2 separate regions of the Canis lupus genome follow, and region 1 is linked to region 2. Evidence: chromatin contacts called from public Hi-C data. All regions are on one chromosome and are shown on one strand. The core of a region is the stretch at or near the end of the contact, and the rest is flanking DNA. Distances in the headings are between cores, read along the strand shown. Region 1 holds the start of RAD21 (double-strand-break repair protein rad21 homolog). Region 2 holds the start of UTP23 (rRNA-processing protein UTP23 homolog).

Region 1 (5,594 bases), core at 757-3,256, 160 kb after region 2:
ACGAGGAACAGCAAACTGACACAATCCCATTGTAGTTATAAGTAAACAGCAACTTTGAAATAAATCTCACAGCAGAGCATACACACAAGCCAGTTACGATTATGCTCTAATCACCTGACGTCACGTTTAAACAAACAGAACCTTTATTTCTCAAATATTAGAAATCTCCCTTCTGCGCAAAACTGTAAAAGATACAAGTTCTCAGAATACGTGTCTCAATGAATGGAAATTCATCAGGAAAGAAACCATCAACTTTAAGAATACTTTAAACATATACCACACTTCAAGTGGTAAACCATTCTAGAGCGGGTGTTGCCTTTATAAATAGCAAACACGGTAAATTAGGATACGCTCTACCAATGGAATCCTCCTAACTGTACGAAAAGCATTCCGTCCATTAGTTACGCACCGCTGTCACCTCGACCGTTTACGAACTGCTACATAATGTCATCACTGGATATGGTGTATGTCCTCATCAGTGTCTTTTTAAAAACCATGAGTCGTCTCCAACGTTAAAAAAAAAAAAAAATTAACGACTCTACAACTTAGGAAAGCCTCTCCAACCCATCTGCAAGATTCTGCAGACTCCCATAGCTCCCTGGCATTTACATTCATTTTATGAAAATAACAATTTTTCTCCCCTCCCTGGAATTCAGTGATGATTCTAAACAGCATTATGAGGGCGAATATTATAACTTTCGATTGCACAAGAGAGCCGATAAACACGGGCCTTTACCAAAAAACCCTCAAAAACACGGGGCGCGTTTTTTTTGGACGCTGAAGACAGCCTGACAAATCGGGGCGGCGGGGGGGGTGGGGGGGGGGGCAGGCGAACCCTCCAGCGCCGCCTCCTTTCAAAGCCGAAGGAGGCCGCTAGGTCCGGCAGCACCGCCGACGGCGCCTGGTGGGGCGACGCTCGGCCGCAGCGGACCGTTCGCGAAGCCCTCCTCCCCGAGAAAGAGACATCAAGCATTTGTCAGCAACACACGCCTCCCGAAAGCGTCTCTGTACCAGCATCCAAACACCCAATATCCCTAATCATTAGAAAAGCCGGGAGAAGAGGGGGGGCGGGACGGGAGGACCAATTATGCTAATTCCCTTAGAATCAGAAGCAACTTCCCTTGGTCGGTCGGTTTTCTATAGGTCTGTCCAATATGCAATATTCCCAACGTAAAATTTTTCCTTTAAAAAAAAAGGGGGGGGGGGGGGGGGGGGGGAGGAGAGGCAGCAGCGGCGCCGGGAGAGGGGCCTGCCGCCCGCCGCGGCCCGAGCGCCCGCCAGCAGCGAGGCCCGCACGCCGGCGGCCCCCCGAGCTGCCCCCGAGCTGTCCCCGCGCTGCCCCGCGCCCGCCGCCGCCGCCGCCGCCGCCTCCCGCCCCGCGGCTCCCCCGACAGCCATTTTTACCCGAGTAGGCGGCCCAGCCCCAGAGCGGGCTCGTTCAAACCTCCGCCTCTCCCTCCGCCGCCCAGTTTCCCGAGACGCGGCTCCCCCGGGGCTGGCGGAGTAACGGCTTTGCCGCCCCGGAACCGACCGGGGCCATCTGCCGCCGACCCAGCGATGCTGCGGGCCCGGGCTGCGCGGGTCCCGGCCGAGGGCGGGCCCGGGGCAAGCGGCCTGGGCGGGCGGCGCCGCCGCTCCGGGGCCCGCAGGGTGGCAGCGCGGCCACCGTCCCGGGGCGCGGCCGGGGCTCTCTCCCCCGCCCGCCCCCGCCCCCCGCCCCCGGGTCCCGCTCCCGGGCGGCCGGACGGCAGGGAAGGGGTAGGGGGAGGGAGCCGGAGGGTAAGAGGGGCCGGCCGAGCAGCTTACCTTGCTCTCCGCCGGGTGCAGGGCGGGCTGGGCGGCCTGGGGAGGGGAAAAGGGTCGGGGGAGGGGGCGGGGAAAGGGGGGAGCCCCTGTGAGGTGTAGCTTCGGCGCAGCTCCCGCCGCCGCCGCCGCAGCCACCGCCTCCTTTCCGATTCACTCAAACAAACAAGATGGCTGCCGTTACGCCGCGGCTCTTCCTGCCGCCCAAATCCTCGGTTCAAATCGGCAGGATGTTTACGGTCAAAATGGGACCTATGCGCCTGCGCAGCCAGCCCAAGCCCTAGCAGGAGCGGCGCAGGCGCAGTGACCATTTCCTTTCCTGTAGGCCCCGCCCCCTGGCTGTGCAGCCCGGGAATGAGCAAGCGCAAAGGTGATCCTCTGGCCGGAGGGTCCCGGAGCCTTGCGGACCTGGCAGACGGCGCATGCGCAGTGCACATCTGGCGCCTTACCTTTATTCTTGCGCTGGTTTCAGGGGGAGCTGCTGTCGTGCAGTCTTGTTTGCCTTGGCACGGAAATTCATTTGAATGGTTCCGTAGCGACGAAGGTCACACAAAAGCCGTAAACAAGCTCCATAAAATCTAGGGGTTCGTTGAGTCAACGTGTATTTATAGATGGTCTTCTCCGAACCACATATTGGGATAACTAGGGTCTGGGGCGTAATGATGAATGTGAAGGGCATAGCACCTGCCTCCGTGAAGCCTTCAGTGTAGCGGAATTTTTAGAAATACTTGTGCCAACAATTATAAAGCCAAATGCAGGAGACCCAAAAGTGGGGAGGTTGGGAGTGTGGAGCTGGGATATAGAGGTGGAGGCCCAAGAAGAGAGAACAGCCTGTGCAAAAGTCCCATGGCAGCAGAGATCAAGATAGGGATAGAGGAGGAAAAAGAAAGTCATGTGTCTGGACACTAAGGGAGACTCCTGCATTTTAGAAAGACCATCCGGGCATATTGGAGAGGACTAGAGTAAATGTCCAGGTGTAATTTGTGCTCGTTTGTGGTTTTTTTTTTTTTTTTTTTTAAGGAAATAAAGCCAATAGAGATTCCTTACGAGTTTGTGGTAGAGGGAGTTGCAAAGATGATTCCTCTGGTTTGGGACTTCCTTGCAAGGATTAGATAGACTGGACTGGGGAGCCATACACTGAGGCCGACTAGATGGAGGAAGGTTATATGAAGGTTAGTTTTGTTGTGTTTGTTTGCTGTCTATCCCACCATCAAGTATGTATTCCCAGTGGCCGTCTTAACTGGTCTCTCTACTTTCACTCTTGTCTTCCTTCAGTTCATCAATTCCCTGCAATGCAGCCTAAAGAACCTTTGCAAAAGACGTGTCTGATCACTCCCTTCGTCTTCTAAAAACTCTTCCATAGCTTTTAGGCTATTACCCAGAATACCTGATGTAGCCTCTGCCTCCTGTTCCAGCTGCTTCTGTTGCCTGCTCTTTCTCACCCTACTCCAGTCACTCCACTTTTTAAGTCATCAAATGCACTATGAGCACTCTTGCCTCAAGATTTTGGTACTGGATGTTCCCTGTGCTTAGTACAGTCTTGCATTTCCATTGCCTCCCTTGGTCTAATTCTTAATCTTCCACATCTTAGTTCCACAGTCATTTCCTCAAGTGAGTCTTCCCTGATCCTCGGTATTATTTAGGGTAATGCGATTATTGTAAAATAGATTCCCTCCTCACTCAAAATTTCAGGGCTTTACAAAATGGCCTGCCAGTTACTGCCTGTATGGGGATAGTAATTTCCATGATTTTTGAAAGAATTAAATGAGATCATATATACAAAATACTCAGCCTAATGCTTGGAACTATAATTACTCAGTAAATTGTGGCTACTATTCTTGTTCCTTCTACTTTCTGAGAAATGAAATAGCCAGCAAGGTATGGCAAATATTTATCAGATATTCAACTTTTAAGAACGTTGAAAATACCTGGATACTCTAAATGTCCCGCTTAACTATACTTGTTCTATGCCCATTTTGTAATCCTTATTTGAAAATGTCTCTCTGTCTCCCCTTTTGTTCTCTGTCTCCTTCCCCTCCCTCTCTCCCTCCAGTACTGAATTTCCAAGGTACTATCACTTCTTTTCTCTTGAACTATTTTTATTCTTATCCATTAGATCTCCACCCAAGCCCACCTTCCCTTTTGTGGATTTTTATATAGTTTCTTCACATACAGCCGTAGTCTCCTAAATCTGCTGGATTTGATTCTTCTAAACAAGGTATATGTTCTGTTCTGGCTCAAAGTCTAATCCTATCAACATATTCATTCATCTCCTTGTACTAAAATGTCAAGTTAGCTTTTCTTGTCACAGAAGTTAGCTGCAGTCAACATCTCCTTTGCCTGGAAAAACTTATTTGATTAATCTGCATATGTTAATTTTAATAATAGTGAATTTTTTTGACTGAAACCACGGCAGGACTGATTTATTTATTTATTTTTAAAGATTTTATTTATTCATGAGAGACAGAGAGAGAGAGAGAGAGAGAGACAGGCAGAGGGAGAAGCAGGCTCCATGCAGGGCGGCCGATGTCAGACTTGATCCCGGGACTCCAGGATCACATCCTGAGCCAATGGCAGACGCTAAACCACTGAGCCACCCAGGGATCCCCAGAACTGATTTAAATTACAGCTTCAATCTTCCTTTAGTTGAAAATGGTTGGCTTTTCTTCTCTGATTACTTAGTTGATAATGTGTGTGATGTGGGACAATCACTGAAGAACTGGATGCTGCCACCATCCTGAGTATATTTATGAAAGCAGGTGTGTTCTTTCTTAGTTCACAAAGGCATATATACACAACTGAGACTTAAGGTGAAATAAAAACTGTTACAGAGAAAGATGACCAACTGATAGTAGAGAGCTATTTAAGATTTACATACAATTTTGTAGACCTGTTCCTCTGAATTGCCAAATTTTAAAAGCAGAATTAATTATATATTATTTGTGTGTGGGTATATATATATATAAAGTAGGAGGCATTACATTAAGAGAGAAATAAGGCAAATGGATAAGATTTTCAGGAGTATTTCAATGTTAGTAATGGATGAATATTGAACATTTTGCACCAAAATTTTGTTTTTTTTATTTCTTTGCACCAAAATTTTAAAAATTTTTATTTAAATAAAGAAAAATCAAAGTATAAAATATTTGTTGCATAAGAATTCTAAACCTCTTTACAGAAAATCCAGAAAGAGTGAATAATCTCTTTAAGATTTGGAATTAGGCAGAGAAATGGACAGAAAGCAACTGAAAAAACAATTGTAGATTCTGGCTTTTCTTGCCAACAATATCCTTTTTATCTCTAAAAGAGACTGTAATATTTTGATCAGAAAGGAAATTCACTTTAAGGACAACAATCCTAGTCAAAAATGTTATAATCAGACAAAAAAGTTATGTAAGAAATATATTAAGGACAAAACATTGAAGTATCAATTTTCAATATGCTTAAATATTAAGTAAATGACTGGTAATGGAGTATAAGAAAGGGTTTTATAAGCCATTGAAATGGTAGATCCTGGGGATCCCTGGGTGGCTCAGCAGTTTAGCGCCGCCTTTGGCCCAGGGCGTGATCCTGGGATCCAGTCCCCTGTCGGGCTCCCTGCATGGAGCCTGCTTCTCCCTCTGCCTGTGTCTCTGCCTCTTTCTGTCTCTCTGTTTCTCTTTCTCTCTCTCTGTGTGTGTCTCTCTCTCATGAATAAATAAAATCTTTAAAAAAGAAATGGTAGATCCCATTCAGAGTCACATGCTCAGCTCTGGGCATGTGGGCTTGAGTCAGTGCTCTGGAGAGGAGCT
Region 2 (6,034 bases), core at 2,188-4,687:
GCATGGAAAATGTCCAGGGTAGTGACCTAAGAAAAAAGCTAGCAGATTATTGTTCCAGCAATATAAGGCCAAAATTATTTTCAATGACTATTAAAACTCTTAACAATGATATCATAATAATTTTTAAAGAAAATTTCAGATTTTAATTTATATCTAAATAGTTCAACCATTAATGGCAATATTCGGCTTCTGCCTTGGTTGTGGCCACTTATTGGTTTTCTAATACTAGGTCATTGACCATCAGACCAAAAAGTATTCATTGGACTACCTACTGAAAATGTCCTATTGGATAAACAGTGATGCTTTACTGCAAACCTCAGGAACATTAATATGCATAATAATGATTTGGGAAGATTGTAATAAACATCACTTCCTTTCTGAATAGTATCCCTATCCCTCAATACATGTTCCAAGCCAGAAATGGTCATTTTAAACAAGCACAGCAGAAAAGGCTCAGAAAAAGAGCCTTTTTCTGTATGTCCCACGATCATGTTTTGAGAAATACTGCTATAACAGAAAACTGTTTTAAACTTGGTAATCACCATTATTGACTGTCTTCATGTTTGTGAAATAAGGATCTGATATGCAAGCTGCACTGTCCTATATAGAAAATTTGAAAAATAATTTTGCTGTCACTTAGTAAATTAAAAAAAAAACAAAACTAGAATAAGACTCCCTAGTCCTGCACCACATTTTTCTCACGAGTAAACCTTAAAAATCAAACCAGTTATTTTAACCCAGTTATTTTACCAAGGAAAAAAGATGGCTTCATTCAGGAATAGCAGACAATTGCGATACCAGACACACGAGCTACAGCAAAACCATAGGCAAATCTGGGAAACAAAGAAGAGGTACTGGTCTTTTTATACAGGTAATCAGAGGGTTAGAAAGACTGGGATAAACAAAAAGCCCATTGGTGTAAACTGAGAACTTTGTAGTGGCTTCTCGAGGGCTAAGTTGTGACTGTCTATCATTGGCTGGGCTGTTGGTGGGGCATTGGATAAGGAAAGCCTTTTATCCCCCTGCTGGGGTAGTAAAGTAGTATCCACCTACAGGGTCTGTTGCTTCTGATTGGGTCTGTTATTGAGTAAGAGTAGTGGGGTGTGAGAGCTCTCTCTGCCTAATTTTCCAACTCCATTGCCGTGAGGTTTCCCTTTATTAATGATCACAAATAAAATATGACCAATGGGATGAAGTTGGTAGATAAATCTGTGAATCTTATGGGTTTTTTTTTTAATGTTTTAACTGTTGCCCATTCTCTGTTCTTCTTTTTTTTCTAAAGATGTTATTTATTTATTCATGAGAGACACACAAAGACAGAAGCAGAGACATAGGCGGAGGGAGAAGCAGGCTCTATGCAGGGAGCCCAAAATGGGACTTGATCCCCAGACTCCAGGGTCATGCCCTGGGCCAAAGGCAGGTGTTCAACCACTGAGCCACCCAGGCATCCCTCTCTGTTCCTTCTTATCTTAGGAATTAATGAGGTAGAAAATCGAGATGACTGAATAGAAACCAAATGGTAGTGTACTAGTAAGTTTAAGGGAAGAATGATATGCATGTATTTAAAAAATTAAGCAAATTAGCAATACACTCAGGGTCAACTAAATTTATGTTGTTGAATTTACTTTGTTCTTTTTCTTTTTTTTTTTACTTTCTTCTTGACTACAAAAAATTGTAAAAAGTTATTTGTGTTCTCTAAAGCCAAATAGATGGTATTTTGTGATCCAAAAGATGTTGGGTTATGCATACATTATTAAGAAGCTTGCATTTTTACTTCCGGAATATGATGTTCATTCTTGAGATATTATGTAGGATGGTGTATTGGATAAAAACAATTTTGTAAGTACATAAATATGTGCTAATAAATAATACCTCAATTAAAAAAACAAATGTTTTAACTGTTTTGCAAGGCTCGGATGGTATCATTTCTCCGTGGTGGGAGTATAGCTGGGGTGGGGAGTTGGCATGAAGGAATAAAAGAGTAACACTGGAAAGCAGTGAGCAATTATACTCAAGAATCATGAATCCAATCCCATAATAACACGTTATAGCTTCCAGTTCCTAAATTTATTTTCAGTCAGATAAAAGTGCCCATCTAAGTGTTGGTGTTGGGAATTAGAACACGGCAAACATTATAGAAGGTCTTAGTTCCAGTTTCATAAACCTGGATCTTCAAAGACAACCCCAAATGCAAATAATACATCTCAATCACTTTGTAAATCACTGTTCTGTGTTGGTTCTTTCTTTCGAGCGTTAGCCAAAGCTAGATCTGGGACAGATTCCAGGCCAGGGCAAATATGCAAAATTCTATTCTCCACATTCTTTGATTATCATGCTGTGAATTGAGGCGGATGCTTGGCAATTACTTGCTGGAGAACAACGTTTTCTAAATAACTCTTCATTAGTTGAGTTGACCACGTAATTTGTAAACTTTTGGCCATCTTTTCCCCTTCCTATTACTACTGCAGTATGTGATCTTCACACCTCAGAGAGTGGAGACATAAAGTGTTCTTAAATTTAGTCTCACCCAGGGGCAGCCTGGATGGCTCAGGGGCTTAGTGCTACCTTCAGCCCAGGCCCTGATCCTGGAGACCTGGATCGAGTCCCACGTCCGGCTCCCCGCATGCAGCCTGCTTCTTCTCCGTCTACATGTGTCTCTCATGAATAAATAAATAATATATATATATATATATATATATTTATGTTTTAAATAGTCTAGTCCCACCAACCAGTTGGAGACTGAGGAACTGGACCCAGCTCTTGTGAGTTGTTGCTCAAGGTGAAACAGCTTGGGTTAGTGGCAGCCATAGGACTCAAGTTGAGGGATTCTGACCCTCAGAAAAAGCAGCTCTTGAGAGTGTTTTGGGAAACACCTTGGGGAAACCATTTAGAACGGTCCTAAGGGGCGGGGGAAATGGAAAATGATGTGATCTTCTGCCCCAACTTCGGCTCTCAGCCACAGCAGCTCCTCCGGAGGGTGGGTAGCGAGAACATTGGACTACAGGGACCCTAACCCCAGCGGTGGTTTCCAGGTTCGGCCCTAACACTGAAGACCCGCGTGCCCTTAGCAAACTGCCTTCACCTTAGGGGAAGGCCGTCGGACACACCTGCCCAGAGTCGTCCACACCTGTCCAGAGTCTGGGCCCTTTCCTTTCCCCACTTGGGAATTACACACATTGAAGGGAATGATAGATGGTAAATTACTGAGAACGATGGCGGCAGCATATCTGGGGCCCGAGAGCTCTCGCTGATTATCGTGGACCGCCAACCTTCGAGAGGCTGCCTGACGGCAGGCCCAGGGGCGCGCCAGGCGCAAGCACGGCTCCGAGGGCGCGCGCCGTAAAGCGCGGGCGCTGCGAATGAAGCGCGCGCTCGTCTGACCGTGACGTAAGCAGGGGCGGGGCAGGCCCGGCAGATGGGGGCGTTTGCTTCCGGGGGCAAAGGCGCTTTACTTCCGGGAGGGGCGGCCGGTGCTGTAGGCGTCTCTTACCGCCGTAGGTCTCGGTCCTCGACAACCGGGCATGAAGATCACGAGGCAGAAACATGCCAAGAAGCACCTCAGCTTCTTCCGCAATAATTTCGGAGTTCGCGAGCCGTACCAGATCCTGCTGGACGGTACCTTCTGTCAGGCGGCGCTGCGCGGCCGTATCCAGCTGCGGGAGCAGCTGCCCCGCTACCTCATGGGGGAGACACAGCTGTGCACCACCAGGTGGGCCCGGCGGGTCCGGGGAGGAGGCCCGGGCGGGGGTCCTGCGGGTGTGGTGGAGGCGGAGGCACGCGGTGCTAAACGCCCCGCCCACGACGAGGCGACAGCGCAGGCCCTGGGGAGGCCCGGCGGTGTCTGCAATGTCGGTAGAAAGCGCAGCGCCACAGGTAAGAGCAGCGCCCCGCAGTGCGACCTGGCCTCGAGTCGAGGTCCCAGCCCCACCAGCGGTGTGTTTTCCGGCGAGCTCATCTCTGGGCCTTGGAGTTCTCGTCTGTGAGGAGGAGACCGTGGCTGAGGAGGCTGCTGTGAGGATCAAACCAGGTCAAGTGTGTGTAGAGCGCTTGCGGGCACCCAAACCTACCCCCGTCAGTGGTTGCTGTCGTTTGTGCACCTTTTCCTGGCGTAAATGAAACAAACTTTCAAGCCTGCTCTGTGAGGGGACGTCTTCGGTTGCTAGGCACAGAATTCCGAACTCGAGGTGAAAACCTTTGCCTGCGGTCATTTGTTTATTCAGCTGCCTTAATAAGTACCAGCCGCAGGCCAGGCACTGCTCCGGTCACGGAGGATTCCTCCAACAGGACACTCACGTCCAGCCCTCAGGGCCAGCGAAGTGCCTAAGTCCGCCTCCGCGCGTGTGATTTGACCCCAACCTGTCGTGACTTCCTCAGTGTGGGGACACTTTTAAAATGGAACTTCTGGGGGATGGGAGTGAGGATGGAATCGCCGAGGGTTTCGTAGAAGACATCACTTTCGAGCCCAGTCTCCTTTCGGTTCTGAGGCGAAGGACTATTTTTGTTGTTGTTGTTTTAAGATATTTATTTTATTTATCCATGAAAGACACAGAGAGAGAGAGAGAGAGAGGCAGAGACACAGGCAGAGGGAGGAGCAGGCTCCATGCAGGGAGCCTGACGCGGGACCCGATCCCAGGACTCCGAAGGCAGGCGCTAAACCGCTGAGTCACCCGGGCTTCCCCCGAAGGACTATTTGAGTGACAGAAAAGAGATGAGTGACTTGTGGAGACCTCTTGAGTAAAGAAATGGACTCCCGGATGCCTGGGTGGCGCAGCGGTTTAGCACCGCCTTCGGCCCGGGGCGTGATCGTGGAGACCCGGGATCCGGTCCCGCGTGGGGCTCCCTGCGTGGGGCCTGCTTCTCCCTATGCCTGTGTCTCGGTCTCTCTCTCTCTCTCTCTCTGTGTGTCTCTTATGAATAAATGAATAAATCATTTTATTTAAAAAGGAAAGAAATGGAGTCGTGAAATGCCTGGAAAAGAGGTTAGAGCACAGGATGTAATTGGAAACGAAGCTGGGAAGAAGGTAAATGGAATATACAATATGAACTGATAAGGAACTTAGGGGGTTCTTCCCCATTGGAGAGTATTTACTCAAAAAAAGTAAAAGAAAATTAAAATGCCCCCGTGAATTACTACCACTGTTAACATGCTGCAGCATCCATCCCGTTCTTTATGTATGCACATGCACACACACGGAGGAACGGACTCTTCTTGGGCATACAGTATTGGCCTGCTTTTCTTGCATAATACTGAACAGCTTTCCATATTCTAGTAGCGCCTCAGATTGGTTATAGATACCCCACAATTTTTTTATCCCCTTAGCCCTCAGGGCTGCCAGACAACTCCTTAGTTGGCCTGTGCCCTGAGTCCATCGCTTCTGGCTACACAAAACCTTTCTGTTTACTCCTGTGTGCCTAGAAATATTAATGTTTTTAATGTAGTACTATAATAAAAAAAGTTTGGGAAGTACGGCATGAAACAATATTCTATAGCATTTTTTTCCTTAAAAGATTCATTTTAACTTCAAAAATATTTTATACATACGCAAAAGTAGAGTAGTCCAATGAAATGTCTATCACCCAGCTTTTCGAATTATCCACACAGCCAATCTTGTTTCATTTATCCATCCTCCCACTTTACTAATAGTTCATTTTAAAGCATATTATTCTGTCAATTCTTGGTGTGCATTATGAAGAGATAATTGCTGTCAGACCTGATAGCTGTCTTTTAGAAAAGCTAATTGCGGTGGTGCGGCAGCTAAGTTGGAGAAGCAGAAGCATGAAGACAGGCAAACTCCTTTTATGGTTGTCCAATCAAGATACAATGGGAGCCTGGACTTTAGAGAGGAAAGGCAGGAATGTCAGAGTTCTACAAAGAGACATAAGATAGACACCAACAGCCAAAATAAGACTAACAGGTGGTGGAATAGAGGTAGGGATGAGGAAGAAAAGGTCAATTAGGATTTTTGACTTACACCCAGGGTCTGAGAAGTTAATAAACTCAAAGAGCTAGGGCAGCCTGGGTGGCTCAGCAGTT

What was found. Hi-C and Micro-C count contacts between places; a contact is called where the count stands out from the background.
Region 1: a contact with region 2 is called in a Hi-C map of blood, with 5 times the contacts expected there. The contact joins the promoter of RAD21 here to the promoter of UTP23 in region 2. A contact is called at or near these places in 2 of 9 Hi-C or Micro-C datasets (both in blood).

What each region holds. Positions count from the first base shown.
Region 1 is chr13:16,739,847-16,745,440 of UU_Cfam_GSD_1.0, forward strand. RAD21 (double-strand-break repair protein rad21 homolog) reads right to left here and starts at 2,007. Exons shown (of 14, transcript XM_038555379.1): 1 at 1,807-2,007.
Region 2 is chr13:16,582,867-16,588,900 of UU_Cfam_GSD_1.0, forward strand. It overlaps UTP23 (rRNA-processing protein UTP23 homolog), which reads left to right and starts at 3,438. Exons shown (of 3, transcript XM_038555377.1): 1 at 3,438-3,709. The coding sequence starts at 3,522. It overlaps LOC102156646 (a long non-coding RNA gene), which reads right to left and starts at 3,338. Exons shown (of 6, transcript XR_005368570.1): 1 at 3,108-3,338; 2 at 751-833; 3 at 1-26.